2 separate regions of the Ovis aries genome follow, and region 1 is linked to region 2. The links are chromatin contacts, called in public Hi-C maps. All regions are on one chromosome and are shown on one strand. Each heading gives the region's core, a stretch centred on a gene start, on an enhancer-like site or on the middle of the called end of the contact. The rest is flanking DNA. Distances are from core to core; before and after follow the strand shown.

What was found. Hi-C and Micro-C count contacts between places; a contact is called where the count stands out from the background.
Region 1: a Hi-C map of skin fibroblasts shows a contact between it and region 2, with 2.5 times the contacts expected there. The contact joins the promoter of PTGER3 here to the enhancer-like site in region 2. A contact is called at or near these places in 6 of 16 Hi-C or Micro-C datasets (hypothalamus, liver, mixed tissues and 2 more).

The regions. Positions count from the first base shown.
Region 1 is chr1:46,795,114-46,797,813 of ARS-UI_Ramb_v3.0, forward strand. PTGER3 (prostaglandin E receptor 3) reads right to left here and starts at 1,421. Exons shown (of 3, transcript XM_060410844.1): 1 at 307-1,421. The coding sequence starts at 1,200.
Region 2 is chr1:46,585,576-46,588,275 of ARS-UI_Ramb_v3.0, forward strand. All of the region lies in intron 2 of PTGER3 (prostaglandin E receptor 3), which reads right to left. Among named protein-coding and RNA genes, the nearest start is that of PTGER3, 210 kb to the right of the region's middle. Within about 2 kb of position 1,261, at least 3 of the 54 cell types and tissues checked have an H3K27ac peak or open chromatin away from gene starts, as enhancers often do.

The DNA of each region.
Region 1 (2,700 bases), core at 171-2,670, 210 kb after region 2:
GTTTCTGCACCAGCAGTGAACTAACACCTGGTATCTTCTTACTCTCTCCGATTAGAATGTGAGCACCCCTGGGGTCTCCAGGCGTGCACAGCCAGAGCCTAATGCGGTGCCTAGCACTTGGAAGATGCTCAGCAAGTAAATGAGGAGCTATGCTCTGAAGCCGAGACCAAGACAGCGCAGGTAGAGCCCTCTCCAAAGTTCTCTGCTTGCAGACACGCCCCTGCAGGTGCTGTCACTTTCCAGTCTTCACTGCCCGCCGGCGCGCACGCGCCCACCTGGAACTCCCCAAGCCAGGGAACTACCTACCAGCAACGGCGACCAGCAGACCGACAGCACGCACATGATCCCCATGAGCTGGATGGCTGTCTCTGTCGTGATTCGGCCCCATTGGGCGCTGGACTGCGACGCCGTGGCCTTGGCCCTGCAGCGGGACACCAGGGCCTTAATGGTGGCCAGGTTGCAGGCGAAGGTGACCACCAGCGCCGAGAGCCCCAGGATGGCAAAAGCAGAAGCGAAGAAAACGTTGCCCCAATTTTGCCGGGAGTTAGTCCCGTTGCCCCCAGGCCCAGTGCTAATGAAGCACCAAGTCCCGGGCCACTGGATAGTATACTGACCTACGCCCAGCACCGGCAACAGGGCGAAGGCGAGCACCGCCAGCCATACGCCTAGCAGCACGGCGCGGGTGACGCTGGTCTTCATGTGGCTTGAGTACCAGTGCGGCGCCCGGGTGGCCAGAGCCCGCTCGACGGCCATGGCGCTGGCAATGAAGAGCGAGGAGAGCCCAAAGACGGTCATGGTCAGGCCGAAGAAAGTGCACAACCTCCCCGACGGGTCGAGCTGCTCCCAGCGCTGGTGGGACAGGTAGAGGACGATGACCACCGGGCTGGTGAGCAGCTGCCCGACCATGTCGGTGAGCGCCAGCCAGCCGATGCACAGCAGGAACGACTTCTTGCGCTTGCCCTCCCGGCGCCTGTAGCTCTTCGACACGAGCGTTATGGCCAGCGCGTTGCCCACGAACCCGGTGATCATCATGGTCATCGAAAAGGCTACGGACACCGAGCCGCAGTCCTCGCTGGGTTCCTGGGGCAGCGTGAGGTTGTTCGGCGCCTCAACGGCGCGCTCGGCCGCCCAGATGCCCGGGTCGGAGTGGTTGAAGCGCGTACAGAAAGGGGCGCTCGCGTGGTCCCGGGTCGCCTTCATATTGCCTTGGAGGTGAGGAAGGGACGGCAGCTTGAGAACAGCGACGAGGGCCGGCAGACCCGGCGCGGGAGGCGGCGGCTGTCGGTGGCGACCGGGGCTGGGGCTGGGGTCGCGGCTAGGCTGCCCTCCATGATGCGGGGCGCAGCCGCCGCCTCACTTCGCCACTAAGGCGGCGGCGCCGGGGCTCCTGGGCCAAGCAGGCAGCCGCGCCGTCGGCTCCCAGGCGTCCGGAGGTGCCCGGCGCCTGCTATAAGCCCGAGGGGGGGCGGGGCGCCCGTGGGCGTGGGCCAAAGTGCAGTGGGAGGAGGATGCAGAAGCAGCCGAGAGCCTCCCTCCCTCTCTCTTTCCCTCTCTCTCTCTCATTTTTTTGCTGCGGCTTGATCACTGCTTTGGCCGCCTGGGCTCCGAACATCCTTCCGCCCCCAGAAGACTCCTCTCGAAATGCCCCAGCTCCTGCCGGGACCGGCTGCCCAGCCAGGCTGCCCCGCGCGGCCCCGCGCCTCCTCAGGTTCTCTGCCAGAGGAGAGTTCGTGGAGAGGCTAGGACTAAAAGGTCTCCCTCGGCTACCCCACCTCAGACAAGTTGCCAAGGTGCCCGCCTTCCTCCTTCTCCATCCACCGAGGCTCGCGCAAGGACCGGATCTTCCTCCTGACGCTCTTTTGTAACCCTGGCAAGTGTATCTTACCTACCTGACCCTGAGCAATCTAGGCAAACCACACTCCTGATTCGTAGATGAGCGTGAACATTTTTCCCTTTCTGCTTTGAGACTCTAGCATGATCTTAAGCAGGCCAGGTTGCTCTGTCCCCAGGGGCGCACTGAAACTGTAAAACCAACAGTGCCATAAGATTTAAGGGAATAGGTACAGGAAGACAAAATCAGGACTGTCGGATTCAAAAATAAAGAAATCCCAACTACCAACTCCTTCCTTCACCCGCCTAAATTCTTCTTCCTTAACATTAAATATATATATTAATTAATTAAAAATATTTTTAAGTTAGCTAAGGCAAACGGGGCTAGAGGCAGGTGGCTGGCACTCACTATTTCACTGTCTCAGCACATCTGAAATATTGAAATCAAAGGCTGTTAGCCTGCTTGAGTGGGGGGAGGTAGGGCAGAGAAACAAGGCAAACTCTTACAAAGCCATCTTTCTCCACCCTGGACCATTCTTATGCAATTAGGACTAAAAACTGCATTTAGATGTTATGAAGGTCTTCACATTTAGTGAAAATGCACATAATCGCTTAGTAACATCTTTTATTAAGCCAATATTTTATGTTTCACAACCATTTCCCCATTTTTTTCCAGACATCCTCCAAGTATTGTTATTACTCCCCCTTTAAGGTGAGGTAACTGAGGCTCCTGAAGTTAAAGGATGTGCCCAAGTCTTTCAGCAATTCTCCAGTCTCCAACTTCTTATCTGAAGCACAGTATTCTTTACATAGATACCATAACCACTCTCAACAGGTGATAAGACCAGCAGTTCTCAAATCTAGGGAGAG
Region 2 (2,700 bases), core at 11-2,510:
TGACCCCTTTAAAAAATGCACTAAAAAAAGAAAGATGTCCAGAGGACCATTTGGGAGACTTGCACATCAGTAGAGGCAGGGAGGTCAGAGAGAAGTAGACAGGTTTGAGAAGCATATAAGATGTAATATCAAGAGGAATTAATGGAAGCTTAGTTGAGAAAAGAGAAGTCAAACCTGATGCTGGTGTCCTCTGGTATAAATAGAGAGATGTGTGGCCTTAAGTGATACAGAAAAATAAACATAGGAATGTCAGCTGGGCTGGAGATAAAGTTTTGAAGAACATCAACAAGGTGCAAAGTTGATTCACGTGTTGACATTATAAAATATAAAATGGGAAAATATACTGAAGTGTTCCACTGAACATTAACTCAAGATGTAAAAATACTTTGAAAAACAGATCCTTTGGGGAATGATTATTTAAAAAGATTCAAGTATTCCCCTTGGGCAGTTATAAAGCATATCTATCTGCAAAGTTACACTTATTACCTAGCATGAGCTACAGTTACATTTGATTGCCATGGATTTATTTATCTGGAGGGTTTTTTTTCCGCCTCAGTTATAAATGAAACAAGTACTTTCCCACGTTCATCTTTGTGCAATATGTGACCTGGAATAGCTCAATATAATTAGCGACTTCAGAACATTGCCAGAATTGAAGCAGCAAAGTGTGACATCTCCTACAAATTAAGATTTATTGCCAACTATCCTCAGGGTGAATTGACTCTGCATTATTAGCTCCCCTTTTCTATACAAACTCTTTGTCTTATGACTATCTCTGATTGCATTTTATTTTTTATTTTTTGCATTGACCACTCAGACAATTAAGAATCTGCCTGCAATGTGGGAGACTTGTGTTCGATCCTTGGGTCAGGAAGATCCCCTGGAGAAGGGAATGGCAACCCACTGCAGTATTCTTGCCTGGAAAATTTTATGGAGAGAGAAGCCTAGCAGGCTACAGTCCATGGGGTTACAAACAGTTGGACCTGACTGAGCGACTGACACTTTTACTTTCACACACTATTGTTTGGATGTGTTCATTTCAGTGTCTCACACCCTAAAATGTGAGCCTGAAATCAGTGTCTTAAAGACCTGTGGCTCCAGCAGCTGTCATGGAAGCCAGCGCATGACAGGTACTTGGGTGAAGAACTGGATGGTTTGTGTCATCTAGCCATCAAGTGAGCCACCACTAGAGGGCACTGGCAGTTCGGTCAGATTGGAGGTGCTGGAGGTGTTCCCACAGACACAGGGTCAGGACTGTTTGTGAAAGCACCTGGACTCAAGCCTGGACTTCTGTATTTCACCCAGGCAGGAGGACAGAGAGTCGATGCTCTTATTAGCCCTAATTTCTGGCTTGATTTCTTTGTTCTGAATGTCTCACTGGCTTTCTTCCTAGTTTCTCTGACTTAGAAGGTTTTCCCCCTTACCTCCTCAGGTGTGTCTAAGAAACAGCTCTTATAGAAGGCACTGCACAATTACCCAGACTGCCCTTGTTGCTGTATGTCTGCCCCTGGCCCTGGTCCTTCACAACTCTGGAAATACCAAACCGTTTTGCTGTTCACTGAATAGGCTGCTGACTCTCACACATCACATGCTGTGAGCTCAGATGATTCCTCATGTGCAAATACCCTTCTCCACCTCTCAGACTGCCACTTGTCAGGCAAGTATCTTTTATAATCCATTCAATGAAGTTTTCTTTCCATCAGGGAGATCTTGCTGTTCTTTCTTCTTTATGTTTTAAGAATGTACCGTTAATGGCATTTATTAAACTCTTCATACTTATTTGTTCTCATTCCCTCCCCTTAAGTTTATACTTTCTCCTCAAGGGTGGGTATCGTAATTCAGACCCTATGGACTACTTACATGTAATGATGTAAGTGGCTGGAAAGATAGAGCATCTTTCATGGTCCCAGGATATGCTCCTGAGGCCAGGCTAGATCCTAAAGAAGCTTTCCCAACTGGGGTGGCAAGAAGGATACATTTAGACACATTATTCTCCAGAGTAACAACACTCTTCAGTGGCTCAAGATGGTCTGTGCTTAGACTGCAAATAGGCACCATGCGTGTCAGTCTTGTGTTTCTCATGTGTAGTAGATTGTTTGAATACTGGCGCTTCCCAGGTGGCTCCACAGTAAAGAATCTGCCTGCCAATTCAGGAGACACAAGAGACGCAGGTTCCATCTCTGGGTTGAGAAGATTCCGCTGGGGTAGGAAAAGGCAACATGCTCCAATATTCTTGCCTGAAAAATTCCATGGATAGAGGAGCCTAGCGGGCTACTGTCCATGGGGTCACAGAGTTGGACATGACCGAATGACTGGGCACATACTGAACACAAAGACGGGCAAGAGGCAGCAGGCCTTCAAGATTAATTCCATTTGCCATTTTGGGCCTCTAAAAAAATGGACAAACTCCTAAGCAAAATATTAGAAGGTTACTGTGCCATGGATACACCACGCTATTTTTTATCTTGGGCCTTTGCATATGCTGTTCCCTCTGCCTGAAATGTATGTACAGCAGGTCCCCTACAAATGAAGGTGCTCTCTTCTCAGAGTGCATTTGTAAGTTTAATTGCTTGTACATGACAGCAACTGAGCACAGCACAGCCAACAGAGTTAGTCTAGGTACCCCTAGACGACTGGCTGTGTATTACTGTACCGTAACAGGCTTTTAACACTTTTCACACAAATAATACATAAAAACAA